5 separate regions of the Mus musculus genome follow, and regions 1, 2, 4 and 5 are each linked to region 3. The links are chromatin contacts, called in public promoter capture Hi-C maps. All regions are on one chromosome and are shown on one strand. Each heading gives the region's core, a stretch centred on a gene start, on an enhancer-like site or on the middle of the called end of the contact. The rest is flanking DNA. Distances are from core to core; before and after follow the strand shown. Region 1 holds the start of Gabarapl2 (gamma-aminobutyric acid (GABA) A receptor-associated protein-like 2). Region 2 holds the start of Cfdp1 (craniofacial development protein 1). Region 3 holds the start of 9430091E24Rik (RIKEN cDNA 9430091E24 gene). Region 4 holds the start of Cmtr2 (cap methyltransferase 2). Region 5 holds the start of Tmem170 (transmembrane protein 170).

Region 1 (2,700 bases), core at 140-2,639, 800 kb after region 3:
CACTCAATGCATTTTTTGTTTTGCAGAAGACAAACACCTAGTTGCTCAGACACAGTCTTTTTTTTTTTTTTTTTTCCAGACAGGGTTTCTCTGTGTAGCCCTGGCTGTCTGGGAACTCACTCTGTAGACTAGGCTGGCCTTGAACTCAGAAATCCACCTGCCTGCCAAGTACTGGGATTAAAGGCATGGGCCACCACACCCAGCTAACACAAAGTTTTAAAAGTTCTTTAAATTAAATTTTTTTTTCCTTAAGATTTTCATTATCTTCCCTGCATCTGGGTGTGTATGTGTATGGAGGCTTGCCACAGTGAATGCCTTGAGGCCAGAAGATAACCTTTGTAAACAGGTTGTCCTCCATCACTTGGGTCCTCAGGATTGAACTCCGTCTGGCAGGCTTGGCACCAAGCGTTTTTACCTGCTGGGAACTGAGTCTCTCCCCTCCCCCCAGTGGAAAATAACAAATACTTTCAGAATGAAGTTATAGCCACAGCATCTATCAGGAATTTCAACTGTAGGGAATGATTGATGACAAGGTTCAAACACTGGCTCTACAGATGCGGCAGATCATATAAGCACGTGGTCAGGTGGCCGATTAACTGCATATTCATGTTCTGTGTTCACCAGTGCATAAACAGATGGTGACCCAGAGCCGACTTCCTGGATGACTATGCTACGACTTGGACAGGGGTGGAACCTCGAGGCTTGTGCCTAGGGCAGGTGACACCCACAGCTCAGGGTTAGTGCCGAGCCACTCCCACTGCCAGCTCCTTCTCCTAGGGTGTCTTATGACCAGCTCTCCCAGGAATCCTCCCCGCCTGACACTGGCACTTCGCCTCTGACAGTTTCCGATAAAGAATCTCTGTGATCAGGGATATTCCGTTGACTAAATGAGTATGTGTGGTACTTGTTCATAAGTGTTCATGAATGTTTAAAATATGTATTCGTGAGTGGGAAGTGAGATTTGTTTAAATCAAATTTTAGGTGCAACAACTCCTATACTAGACCTCTAGGTGGTCACCAGTACTCGTTGCACACAGCGCTTGGAACAGGTTATCCCTCCATGCCGAGCTCCCGCCTTCTCACCCAGCCAAAAATTAATATTCATTTCTCCTTAAGCCCCAGACTTCCCCTTCCAGAGCCCTTTACAAGCGTTCCAAGCTATGAGCCATGACCTGCCTGTCATGCACAATCCTGAAACTCCATTCCAGTCACTAATTCCTAAAGTCTCCACTGTCACTCACAGACTTCCCAGCCACCTACGTCAGTCTCCATTCCCAGGAGCGCTCCTAGGTCTCCGCTTAGGCTCCGCCCTCTCACGTAATCGTAGCCTACTGAAGCTCTTACCAGGCCCGCCGGAAGCCCCGCCCCGGGAGGTTGCTAGGCTCCGGCAGCCGGAAGTCCCGCCTGTGGAGTAGTCGTCGCTGCCGCCGCCGCCTCCGTTGTTGTTGTGGTCGCTTCGCCGAAGTCCGCGGCTCGAAGAGCCGGCTCCGTCGCTTCCCGTCGCCATGAAGTGGATGTTTAAGGAGGACCACTCTCTGGGTAAGCGCGGTCGGCCTGCGGGGCCCCAGATCGCGGCCCCTCCCCCACTCCCGCCGCCCTGCCGGGCCCGCTGGGTCGCCAAGGCCCCGGCATCCTGGCGCCTCCCACGGACCCGTGTCGCCCTACGTGGATCTCGCTGGGAGTTCCTGAGGGGATCTGTGGCGAGGGACTCCGGGGCTAGGACTCGGGGCGTACGCACGCAGGCAGGTTGCGGGCGGAGAAGGGCGGACAGGAAGAAGGGGTTCCGGCAGCGGCGGCCCTGCTGTCCGGCAAGTGCGAATGTCAGCCTGGTTTTCTTCTTCCCCAGAACACAGATGCGTGGAATCCGCGAAGATCAGAGCGAAGTACCCCGACCGAGTTCCGGTGAGTGTGGACTCCCCGCCCCCTCACCCCGCTGTCACCCTTAGCGTCTAGGAGAGGTGTCGGGCGGGCGCGCTAGGCCGTGCAACAGTTGAGAACTTAAGGTCTCAAGGTGTAGCCCAGAGACCGAGGACAGCCTGGGGTTCCGCCGGCCCAAGCTTGGGGCTTAAGGGGCTGGTGCTGTCCAGGGGCACCAGTGCTGAATCTCCCGATCTAGGGCAGCAAGCTGCTTGCAGCCTCTCGGCTCCCTCACCAATTATGTAAGGAACCGTGTTCTAGGACAGGGCAACAGGTCACTGCCACTTTGGGGAATGATGGTGGAGGGAGACTGGCATTTGGGGTTGGATACGGTAGCATCCTTTCAAGGTAGTCATCTTTAACGCTGGACCTTTAACTTCGAGTTTCTCTTTACCCTGATTCTGCCATCCTTGTTTGACTAACAAATCTGAAATGCTCTCGTTTTGCCTCTAATCAATAAGTATGTTGCTTTATTTCTGCTTTCTGCCCTAGTTGGGGCGATCGTTTCTGATATCACTATTGATTTTTGAAGGACATAAAGTCTTACTATTGTAGTGCTTTGCTTGTAAACAGTCCCTTTGAGAAGCAGGAGGATAAATGTTAACTGTTCAGAGAGAAGCAACAGGCCAAATGAAAATGTCGGCTCTTGGGTGGCTGTAGTTGTATAGCTTTGCCCTTAGTTCATCCATTTCTTTCCAGTGTTGTTGGGGATTGGAATGCTCTAACAGGGTCTATCTATGGATCAAAAGATGACAGATGAAACCCTAGCCAGATCAATCTTTT
Region 2 (2,700 bases), core at 51-2,550, 710 kb after region 3:
CCTATTCTAGGCTCTGAAGACACTAAATATACATGTAGATACATACAAATAGATGTGCATGTAGGCAAAACACTCACACACATAAATGTTTAAAAGATTTGTCTGGACCTCGCATAAGCTGGATTCTTAGTGTGCTCCTCTACCGCACCCCAAGAAAAAAAAGATAGCTAGGCCATTAAGAGTGTGCGCTTCAGCCGGGCGTGGTGGCGCATGCCTTTAATCCCAGCACTTGGGAGGCAGAGGCAGGTGGATTCGAGGCCAGCCTGGTCTACAAAGTGAGTTCCAGGACAGCCAGGGCTATAGAGAAACCCTGTCTCAAAAAAAAAAAAAAAAAAAAAAAAAAAAAAAAAAGAGTGTGCGCTTCATTCCAAAGGATCTGACTTTGGTTCCAGAGTCGGGCGGCTCACAACTGAGTGTAACTCCTTCACCTGGGGACCCGATACCCCCTTCTGTCCTCTTTGGCCACCTGAATGCACCGCCATACATACACAAAAATAATAAGGGGCTGGCGAGACGACTCAGCTCTACAACCACCTGTAACTCCAGTCCCAGAAGCCCTAGGCACACACATGATGTACAGAGACAGACAGACATTCAGGAAAAAACACTGATATACGTGCCATAAAATCTCTAAAAATAAAACTTTTGAAAAAGTTCTTAAAAGAGGACGATGGGTAGCTCCTGCAAAGAGGGAAAACACATTATCACATCAACTTTCTAACAAGCCGATCCCTTCCGAACCCAGAGGCGGACAATTGAGTTTCGGACGTGAAGGAAGCTGGCAATTCCCTAAAAACAATCTCCAATGTCCGGGTCGGCTTCCAGAACCAGCCGGTAGGTAGGTAGTACGCTCAGCCTGCGGGCTTCACGCGCCTGTTCCCGCGCTCCGAGGGGGCGGCGGCCCAGGACAGCAGCTATGCAGAACCGACACATGCGTGTTCCAGGCCGCCTGAGGGCCGGGGTCCTGATAACCCGAACTCCGGAGCCCACGGGCCGTGGGGACCTCGCGATCACGAGGCCCACGCCCTGGGGACCGTCCGGGAGAGTCTCGAGTGAGGTGTGAAGCGTGGAAACCACCCTCCTTTCGCCTCAGGCCGAATCGCTCACCGGACGGCAAGTAGTCCTCATCCTCGTCCGATGTGGAGAAGTCTTCGGAGTCGAATTCCTCCATGCTGCTGTCACTTGGGGCCTGCTACCCACACGACTGCGGCCACTGCCCCAAAATAGCGAAGCTAGATATAGGGCGAGACCATAGGGGTACAGGACCAGCAGCTAGGGCCGCCCTAGAGGCGAGCGCACATGCGCAGGCAGTGCCACGTGGTCAGAGACGACACTTCCGGCTGCTGCGATTGGTCAGTCTACACTCACCGGGCCCTTGTGGGATTCCGGACCCCCACCTCTCAGAAGCGATGCATGCTGGGGCTTGTAGTTTTCAACGGTACCGTGCGTCCTTAATGGAGAATGGCTTATCTGCGGAAATAGTACTTTCTCTTTATACTTGTCTTTTTATTTTGAAATTTGCTCACAAGCTAATATTTTTTCTAACTCTAAAATCAGAGATTAAAATGTCGCTCCCGGATATGCTCAGCGAGTAAAAACTGAAAGCTGAATAGATAGATGCTAAAGTTCCCATCAACTTTTGAGCAAGGCTGAGGCTCTGCCTTTTTGATTCAATTCTCTCGCTAGAATCGAATTCTTTAATGCAGTTTTTGTGCCTTTTCCCTGCATTTTTGTTTTTGTTTGTTTTTTTTTTTTTTCTGCCTAAAATTGCTCCCAAGAACACTACCGAAACTCTGTCTAATATTCTAAGCGCAAGAAGACTGCGACGCTCTTTCCTGAGAAACTCGGCCTGTTAAGTAAGCTACATTCAGGCCTGAGTTACAAGTACTGTTGGCAGTAAGTTCAGCATTAATGAATCAACAATCCGATAATCACTAAAAGACAAAAGGAAATCCGCTTATCTGTGAGGGAAGCCACTACACAAAGTGCTAGATTGACACTTTTGAAACAACGGGAAAGATGGATGGAAAAGCAGTTAAATTTGTGAGTATGTGAGGATTGGCGAGACGGCCCAAAGGTTAACAGTACTTGTTGCTTCTGCAGCAAAACTAGGTTTGGTTCCTAGCATCCCCAACATGGCGGTTCACTACCGCCCTGGTTCTGACCTCAATAGGCACCAGGCATGTATGTAGTACAGTGCAGCAAGCACCTTCACCCACTGAGCCATGCCCCTAGTCCCTCAGAAATCACCTTCTGCCGGGCGTGGTGGCGCACGCCTTTATATATATATATATATACACACATTTTTTTAAAACTGTGATGAGAATATAATGCATACTGTACTGAGAATAATCGAACTCTCGGAGCACATGAAGGAGGAAGATGAGGAAATCTTAGCAGAGAAATCCGTAGGAACAACCAATAGGAAATTTTAGCAGAGACATCGGGAGGACCAACCAATGCTCTGGATGAGTGGGTAAAACCTGGTGGGAGTTGACCAATGGGATGGCAATGGGAATCAGCCTAAGAGTTCACAGCCGTCAAAATATCAGTGTGGAATACATCTAAAGGGGGCTGGGGAAGGTGACGTAGAAGAATGTGACCCAATGCTTAATTGTGCCCTCAAATTTAAGCATGTCACCTCCTCTGGCCCTTATGCTGAGATGCTTAACAGAATGAGGCAGAAAGCCCTGTGTGGTG
Region 3 (2,700 bases), core at 74-2,573:
AAACCAGGGTTACTAGTGAGACTCTATGTTAAAATGGATGGATGGATGAACGAATGGGGAAGGAAGGACAGAACCTGCTGGACATTGTGACCCAACTGGTCCAGACTGCAGATTTTCCTTTTATTTATTTACTGTATATGAGTACACTGTTTTCATGCACACCGTTAAGAGGGTATCCCATTACAGATGGCTGTGAGCCACCATGTGGTTGCTGGGAATTGAACTCAGAACCTCTGGAAGTGCTCTTAATCACTGAGTCATCTCTCCAGCCCGACTGCAGATTTTTATTTTTTCAACAGGTGCATTAGGAGGTATCAAGAGAGTTTCAGAGCCGGGCGTGGTGGCGCACGCCTTTAATCCTAGCACTTGGGAGACAGAGGCAGGCGGATTTTTGAGTTCAAGGCCAGCCTGGTCTACAAAGTGAGTTCCAGGACAGCCAGGGCTGTACAGAGAAACCCTGTCTCAAAAAACCAAAAAAAAAGAAAAAAAAAGAAAAAAAAAAGAGAGCTTCAGAGAGTTGGGCCCACAAAAATGGCTAGCGGGTAAAAGTCAAAAAACCTGGGTACTTGACTGATCGGCTAGGAACGATCCCTGGATTCATCTGGAGGAGAGAAACGCATCCCCAATTTCTCTACTGACCTCTACCTTACACACAAACAAAGCCAGTAAATATTAAAAATATGAAGTTAGTTTTTTAAAGTGATGCAAATCCCTGTGGCTTTCAAAGTTGACCTCTGGCCTTGCTCCCTGCCAGCGGCCCTCGCCCACCCACGGACATCATGCAAAGTAGGCTTGGAGACCGTGGATCACACACAACTGTCACCCACCGGAAACCCCACGGCCCTGACTAGGTCTCTGACAGGAGTCGGTGAAGCACAGCCGAGCCGCACATTACAAGGTGGGAAACTATTCCACCTGCAGAGACGCGGGGCCACCTCTGGCCGTGACAGCAGTGCGCGCGCGCCCGCCCGAGCCGCAGCCCGCCCCGAGGCCCGGTCGGCCGCCCTGGGAGAGCCGGCGCGCAGTCCCGGGGCGGCCGGCGCGGCTCCCCGAGGCCCGCACAGCTCCACTGGCTCAATCCCGGCGCCCGACCGGTGGCACCGCCTCAGAGACCCGGAGGGACGGCCGGGAGCCGGAGCCCAAAGCTCGGACGCCAGGGGCGTGCGGGGCGCAAGAGTTCGCGGGACCAGAAGGCCGCCCGGACCCGCGGGTCCCAGCCGGCTTCCTACCTCAGGGGCCCGCATCTCGCGGGCAGCGCGCTCAGCAACGCCCGGCGGAAGTGAAGGGCAGCCCAGCCGCTGAAGAGGGTCTGCGCCGGCCGGAAAGGGGGCCAGGGCATGGGGACGGGGCGGGACGCGGAGCGCAGAGTTCCGGGACCGCGGGGGCCTGCGACCTTCCGCGCTTTACGGCCCGCGGCAAGGGTAAGGCGGGCGCGCGCGCCGACGCGCCGTGACGTCACCGCGGCGGGCCGGCCCGCACGTGCGCTTGTTTGGGTCTCGCCAGGCCCCGCCCCTCCCGCTCCGCCTCCGCCTGGATGACGGCGAGTGTGCAGGGAGCGGCCACCGCCCTCCGTCCCCGCTCCGGGTCTCCCGCCGGCCTCCGTGTGTCGGCAGTTCGGGTGATCGTCTGCCGCCAGGCCTGAGCTCCGATCCTGCGCGAGGGGTCCGCAGCCCAGAACCCGTGGCCGCCTCCGCCTCCGCCTCTGCCTGGATGGCGACGAGAGTGAGGAGAGCCGCCACCGGCCTCAGGCCGGCCTCCGTGTGTGCCTAGAGCCCGGGCATCGGATCCGGGCCAGAGCCTCGACCCAGTGTGGGCAGTTAGGGTGACCGTCTGCCGCCAGGCAAAATGGAATACTTTTATGTGTAGCTGTCTGGTCAGCTTGTGTCAGCAAGTCTGTGTCTAACATACATGCAGTGCCCGAGAAGGCCAAGAATGTCACATCCCCTAGAACCAGAGTTAGACATGATTGTTAGAAGCCATGTGGGTGCTAGGAATCACATGTGTGTCTTTGGGAAGAATAGTCAATAAGTCCTCTTAATCACTGATCCATTTTCCAGCCCCAAAAATAATGTTTTAAGTAAAAGAAATATAGTAGTCCCAACCCCTCCGGGGCTGAGATAGGCGGCTGGCTTGAGCCCATTTGTTTAACCTGGACAACATAAAAATAAACATAAAAGGACACACACAGATATTTCCAGGCTTTGTAAAATGTTCTAAAACTACATTATTGTGATGGTTGTTTAATTCATAAGTTTACAAATTATGGGCTTAAAATGACTGGAGTCCTGGGGTTGGTTCCCAGCACTGCCCACACCCAGCGTGATGTCACTCACAGAGGTGCAGGCAGCAGGATCTCAGACTGTGGGCATTTCCTTTGGCAAATCTCTGTCTCCAAAAATATTTACAATTCATAACAATTATGAACTAACATTGAAAATTAATTTTTGGTTGGGGGTCACTACAAGTTGAGGAACTGTAGTAAAGGGTCACAGCGTTAGGAAGGTTGAGACCCGCGCTCTACATTATCCTTGGCTATGTAGGGAGTTAGGGGTTAGCCTGAGCTAAGTGAGACCCTTTTTGGTTTGTTTTCTTTTTTTGAGACAGTTTCTCTGTGTGGCCCTATTACTCCCTCTGTATTCCATGTTGGCCTTGAGCTCAGAGAGCTGTCTGTTTCTGGCCCCTGAGTGCTAGCATTAAAGG
Region 4 (2,700 bases), core at 98-2,597, 930 kb before region 3:
AAACAGGTCCATTCGTAATATCACCAGTCTAGAAACTAAACAGTCAGCCTTCAGTAGAAGAACTGATTAAAGTCAACCCACAGAATGACAAACCCCTTGCAATATAAATTTTAAAGACACAAGACAATACAGATGAAAACATTTTAAATAATAAATTGAACAGGGAGAGGCTGAGAAGAGTCAAAGTGTAATGATTGAATTATGTGAAATTCTAGACCAGATCATCTAAATTAGGGTGATGGGAAATACAGTGATAGCTGCTTCTTGAGGGTGGAAGACTAGGAAGGAACTTAAGGGAGCTTTTCTAAAATATTCAGTAGGTATTTGCCTGCTCCACAAGAGGAATTCATGCCTTGTATTAGTTATGGCCCAAACCCATAACTAACAAATCGTGGGCTCTAAGGGAGAGTCCACTGATTTTTTTTTTTTTCTCTAAATGGTCAAGTTGCCAAACTGCCTTCTGAATACGGTGCTCTTCCCTCATCTCTGTCAAAGTTCTGAGAAGTGACTGACAGCTCAGCCATAGACAGGCCATCTACATAACACCTGCTCAGGGAAGGGGAGTGCAGAAGAGTGGGTGAAAAGAGTGGGAGAGCGAGAGGATGAGGGAAGTGCTGTGAAGCGCTTTCCTCTAAAAAGGATGGCTGTTACACTTATAAACGCACAGCAGCTGTGGCTACCCCACAGCTGGGGAGGTGGAGACAGGTGGATACCAGTGACTAGCTGGACAGTCTAACCTAACTAGAGAGTCCCAGGCCTGAGAGTCCATCCTCTGGTATCCCTGGCTGACATGGAACTCTCTATGTAGACCAGAGTGACTTAGAACTCAGAGATCTGTTTCCCTCTGGCTCATGAGAGCTGGGATCAAAGGCTTGTGGCACTACACCGGGTGGTTTTCTTTTTCCTTGGTTTATTAATATGTAAACACACCAAGTGATGATACTTCCGTTTCTTTAATTTGGTTTTGCACTCAAGTTATCCATTGAGCTTCAATTTTAATGCAGTCTCTCCTAGGAACTAGCATCTATCTATCCAGGGTAAACCTTCGGGTACCAAAGCCCAGTTCCGTTGCCATGGCGACCCGCTGAGACGGACAAGTTTCTCCGCACCAGAGCTCAGCTCCAGGAGTTGCCACCCTCCCGAGTGACGTCGATGCGCGTGACGATAGGCCTCCCGGAAGGCGCCTGTGCAGTGTGGCTGTCAGAGCCTCGCAGCCGGTGGGGGCGTGGTCTGGAGGAGGATCTGGCTCCAGTTGCGCGTGCGCAGGTCCGGGCGGTCTTCCAGGCGCTCCCTCCTCTTTGTCCGCGACCCGGTTGCCAAGTACGCAGAGGAGACGCCACCCCCGGAAGCTGTTCCCGGGAGCGGAAGTGGCAGGTGGCTCGTTAGAGTGAGGACCGCGTGTGCGGTGCTACTCTGCTCCTGCTCGAGGGGCTCTGGTGGGCGTGGGCTGAAGGAATGCGGACCCGGCTTCTCGGTGAGTGACAGTTCCCGGACGGTTCGCTGCGGGCAAGGGGCGGGGCTGCTCAAATGAGTGTTTGAGAGGTGGCTGTCCCAGGACCCAGTGTGAGCACTGCACATGCCCCAGTGTTTTTATTTCCTAGGAAAAGTTGGCGGGACCATTGCTAACACTCCCTATGCTCACTTAGACCTGACAGCTGTTGAGAACTTAAAGGCTTTGGTGTTGGACTTACAAATTTTATAATCATTTCCTTGTGGCTTTGGACAGGAAGCTTCCTGTCTTCCACTTGGAGCCTGCAAAATAATACAGTTGATACTCATCAGCCTCACATGCACTTTGGAAACGGCATGCATTTAGTTGAAAAAAAATTTTATGCATTTAATTGAAATTTTTTTTGTTTTTAAGTCGTACATTGAAATGCTAGGGTGAAATTGAAATGCATTATTCTGTTCAGAGCTTTGTCTTTTGGGCTAAGTGTAATATTCGTCCATTTATCCAGTTAATGTTAGTGTACTTAAGTGCCCACCAGCCACTGTTGGAACCTTTTGGGGTGGCATGTAAGTGAGCAAAATAAAAGATAACTGTCCTGCAGAAGTGCGGAGCTTACATTCTGGTTTGAGGAAGTTGAGAACGACAAGTCACAAACAGAACACAGGGGAAAAGAAATAAGTGATAAACATGAATGCCGTGGGAGAAAGTGAGGTAAGGGCCATGGGGAGCCCGAGATGCAATTTCAAAATAAGTGTGTTAGGATAGGCTTCACAGAGTAAAGTGCCTTCCAGCAAATACCAGGAGGAGCTGAGGGGATTAGCTAGATAGATACTTGGGGGAGTAAAGCCCAGGTAGAGCTTGCCTCTTAGTATTGAGCAAAGTGTTCCAACGTGGTGTGGCCTGGGTCTTCAGTGAACAGCAGGCTTGTGTGGCTGGAGTGGAATGGATAAGGGGGCGGTAATATTAAGAATGAGTTGGCAGCAAGGCTCAAGTACAGTCAGGAACCTTGGAGCGTTTGAATCCTTTTAGTTGTTTGCAAGTGAAGGCAATTATCCACTTAATTTCGGTAAGATTTCACAGCTTAACCACAGCCACTAATTAGTATGTGAAGTTAATGACTAAAAGTAGACTTTTTTTTTCCCCCCAAAATAGAATGTATTGGAGGTCTAAATGTAGCTGCGGTTCCCAGTAAGCACAGCGTGGATCAAGACAGATGAGCTCATTGTAGTAAATTTTCTGTTTGCTCTTAC
Region 5 (2,700 bases), core at 23-2,522, 730 kb after region 3:
ATAATCTAGCCTACCATCTAGGCCTACCTAACCCCACCTATGATGGTCTCACAAGTGCCTAATGAGCCTCAGCTTTTAAGTAGACATGTGACTTTTACCACCCGAACTAAGCATATGGGTACTTGTTATTCTCTGTTTCGCCTTCTCAGGTTTGGAAATCTCCTTAATAGTTGGGAGAGAAGTAAGAAAATGAGTTAGAACAGACTCACTGAATCCTAGGAAAGAAAGAACCCTTCATCTTTTGGAGAAGGTCGCCAGAATGCTGTGTGTCTGTGTGTTTACTTATTTGTAATCACTTTCAGATTTGTTTGTTTATTTATATATGTATTTATTTGTAATCACTGTCAGGTGGGACACTAGTACTTCTGGAAACAATCTGAACTCCCAGACTCTTTTCTTGTGGGCAGGATCACAAGCTAACATCTTCAGCTGCCACAAAACAAAAAGGCAGCCACCTTGTCAGCTACTACACAGGCAGGTCCCAGGTGTCCACCGAGAGGCGCCTGGCAGTCGCTGCCCAGTAGATGAGACTCACAGGTGTCTGGTCGAAGGTTGCAGTCAGCAATCCCACCCGTCATCCTCTTTTACAACGTCACTGGGTTAGTTTCTCTTTGCGGCAGTGTCCTAATACCCCTACCCCCCCACACCCCACCCCACCCCCGCCTCTGTCGTCTTGCCTTCAAAAACCCAAAGCAATCATGCCCTCCCCTGAGGGCCTTTATTAATAACCTCAGGGGATCATTCTCTTCTCCACAACTTTCTGAATTGTAGCAGTTCTACAATGTAAATGTAACTTTAAAAGCCCTCCTGGCAGAAGGCGGCGAAGCCCGGGTAAGAGCTAAGAGCAATTTAGAAGTTCTGTCTTAAGTTCTTCTAGGTGCGGGTGGGGGAATCCGCAACAGGTCTGAGCAGGCTGGTGGGAAAGTGGGTGTAGGACAGAGTCAGAGGACAGCGTCAGCACACAGGCTCTCAGAGGAAGGATACTAGCAGTCACTAGGACTGGACAGCCGTCGCCCCAAGTGCGATTCCAGGGCTGCCTCGGCCTCGCCCTGGGAGGCAGGCGACAGGTGCGCAGTGCGCAGGCGCGGGGCGGGGCGTACCTGGGAAGGAGCAGAGCGAAGTGGAGTTGGGGCACAGGGTCCCGTTGCCCACCCGCGGCACGAGCTTCAGGCTGAGGATCTGCTGCAGGAGCCCGGCTGAGCCGCCGCCACCGCCGCTCCCCTCGCGCTCCATCCCGCCGCCATCCACCGCCCGCCGCGCCGCGGAGTACCGCACCTCCGCAGCCACGGCGTCACCTTTGGCCGGCCCTCTTCTCCCGCCCACTCCAACGGCGCTGCTAGAGTAATCGTTTCTCCTTCCAATCACAGGGCGCCGCAGATGGAGGGGGCGGGGTAACGGTTGTTCCCGCCCCCTGGCGCTGCGTTCGATTAGAGAAACCCACGGCATGCTGCGCCCCTAGTGGCAAGTTTCTTCTGCTCCATCTGGGTGTGTTGGGCTCTGCCCTCTTTAGTGCCACCTTTAAGTAGGACAAGTCCGGTGAGATTGCTCAGCGGGTAGAGGCGAGGTGTTTGCCTCCAAGCATGAAGGATTTGCCTTCCATCCCTAGGACTCATATGGTGAAAGGTGAGAACCAACTCCCATGGTTGTCTTTTTACCTTCACATACACATAGACTCACATACATTTTAAAATAGTATACAAGGATACATCACCAAAAATAAAAATTAAGTGACCACTAGCCTACTCAAATTTCTCTGTAGGACTGAATATGTATTGACAGAGAACCAGCCTAGCTGCACATCCCTAGATTCCAACCCCAGTTGCTTAGCCTGTCAAAGTCTATAGGTTCGCTGGGCGGTGGTGATACGTGCCTTTAAACTCAGCACTCAAGAGGTAGAGGCAGGCAGCTTTCTGAGTTCGAGGCCAGCCTGCTCTACTGAATAAGCTCCAGGACAGCCAGAGCTACATAGAGAAACTCTGTCAAAACCAAAACCAAAGCAAATACAAGACAAAACAAAAGACTGTAGGTTCAACTTCCGAACAACCAACAAGCAAAAATAAGACTTTTTAAATGGACCAAAACAGAGGCAGGCGGATTTCTGAGTTCGAAGCCAGCCTGGTCTACAAAGTGAGTTCCAGGACAGCCAGGGCTATACAGAGAAACCCTGTCTCGAAAAACCAAAAAGAAAAAAAGGACCAGAAATTCTCTAAGTCACAGAAGTTGAAACTTTTAGGAGCTGTGACCTGAGTTCCATCTCAGGAGCCCACGTGGTAAAAGAGAACCCATAACTGCAAGTTGTCCTTTGACCTGCACAGGTTCCCACACACATATGGCCATGGCTCTCCCTGGTTGTAAACTTGACGACGCCTGGAATGAACTAAAACCGCAATGGCTGGCGAAACCTGTGAGGGATTTAAAGTAGCAATACCTATAATCTGGATCTTTGAGGTGGAAAATCCACCTTTGATCTGAACCACGCCATCTACCGGTTTGAATATGCTTAGCCCATGCGAAGTGTGGCACGTATTAGGAGGTGTGGCCTTGCTAGAGGAAGTGTGCCACTGGGTAGGCAGGCATTGAGGTCTCCTAGTGTTTAAGCTCCACCCCAGTGCGGAGGAGACAGTTTCTCCTGCTGAGATTCTCTCAGCTCCCTCTCCAGCATGCCTGCTGCCCTGCTTCCTGTCATGATGATAATGGACT

What was found. Promoter capture Hi-C pulls out the DNA fragments that hold promoters and counts their contacts.
Region 1: a contact with region 3 is called in a promoter capture Hi-C map of pre-B cells, with 2.5 times the contacts expected there. The contact joins the promoter of Gabarapl2 here to the promoter of 9430091E24Rik in region 3. A contact is called at or near these places in 1 of 39 promoter capture datasets (pre-B cells), 1 of 484 Hi-C or Micro-C datasets (CD4 T cells) and 1 of 115 datasets of contacts at active chromatin or transcription factors (memory CD8 T cells).
Region 2: a contact with region 3 is called in a promoter capture Hi-C map of liver, with 3 times the contacts expected there. The contact joins the promoter of Cfdp1 here to the promoter of 9430091E24Rik in region 3. A contact is called at or near these places in 3 of 39 promoter capture datasets (hippocampal neurons, liver and pre-B cells).
Region 4: a promoter capture Hi-C map of pre-B cells shows a contact between it and region 3, with 3 times the contacts expected there. The contact joins the promoter of Cmtr2 here to the promoter of 9430091E24Rik in region 3. A contact is called at or near these places in 2 of 39 promoter capture datasets (liver and pre-B cells).
Region 5: a contact with region 3 is called in a promoter capture Hi-C map of pre-B cells, with 4 times the contacts expected there. The contact joins the promoter of Tmem170 here to the promoter of 9430091E24Rik in region 3. A contact is called at or near these places in 2 of 39 promoter capture datasets (liver and pre-B cells).

What each region holds. Positions count from the first base shown.
Region 1 is chr8:111,939,314-111,942,013 of GRCm38.p6, forward strand. Gabarapl2 (gamma-aminobutyric acid (GABA) A receptor-associated protein-like 2) reads left to right here and starts at 1,390. Exons shown (of 4, transcript NM_026693.5): 1 at 1,390-1,539; 2 at 1,847-1,902. The coding sequence starts at 1,506.
Region 2 is chr8:111,853,037-111,855,736 of GRCm38.p6, forward strand. Cfdp1 (craniofacial development protein 1) reads right to left here and starts at 1,301. Exons shown (of 7, transcript NM_011801.2): 1 at 1,108-1,301. The coding sequence starts at 1,171.
Region 3 is chr8:111,144,175-111,146,874 of GRCm38.p6, forward strand. 9430091E24Rik (RIKEN cDNA 9430091E24 gene) reads right to left here and starts at 1,324. Exons shown (of 3, transcript NR_040364.1): 1 at 1,230-1,324.
Region 4 is chr8:110,216,613-110,219,312 of GRCm38.p6, forward strand. Cmtr2 (cap methyltransferase 2) reads left to right here and starts at 1,348. Exons shown (of 2, transcript NM_146215.4): 1 at 1,348-1,474.
Region 5 is chr8:111,875,403-111,878,102 of GRCm38.p6, forward strand. Tmem170 (transmembrane protein 170) reads right to left here and starts at 1,273. Exons shown (of 3, transcript NM_025781.2): 1 at 1,101-1,273. The coding sequence starts at 1,233.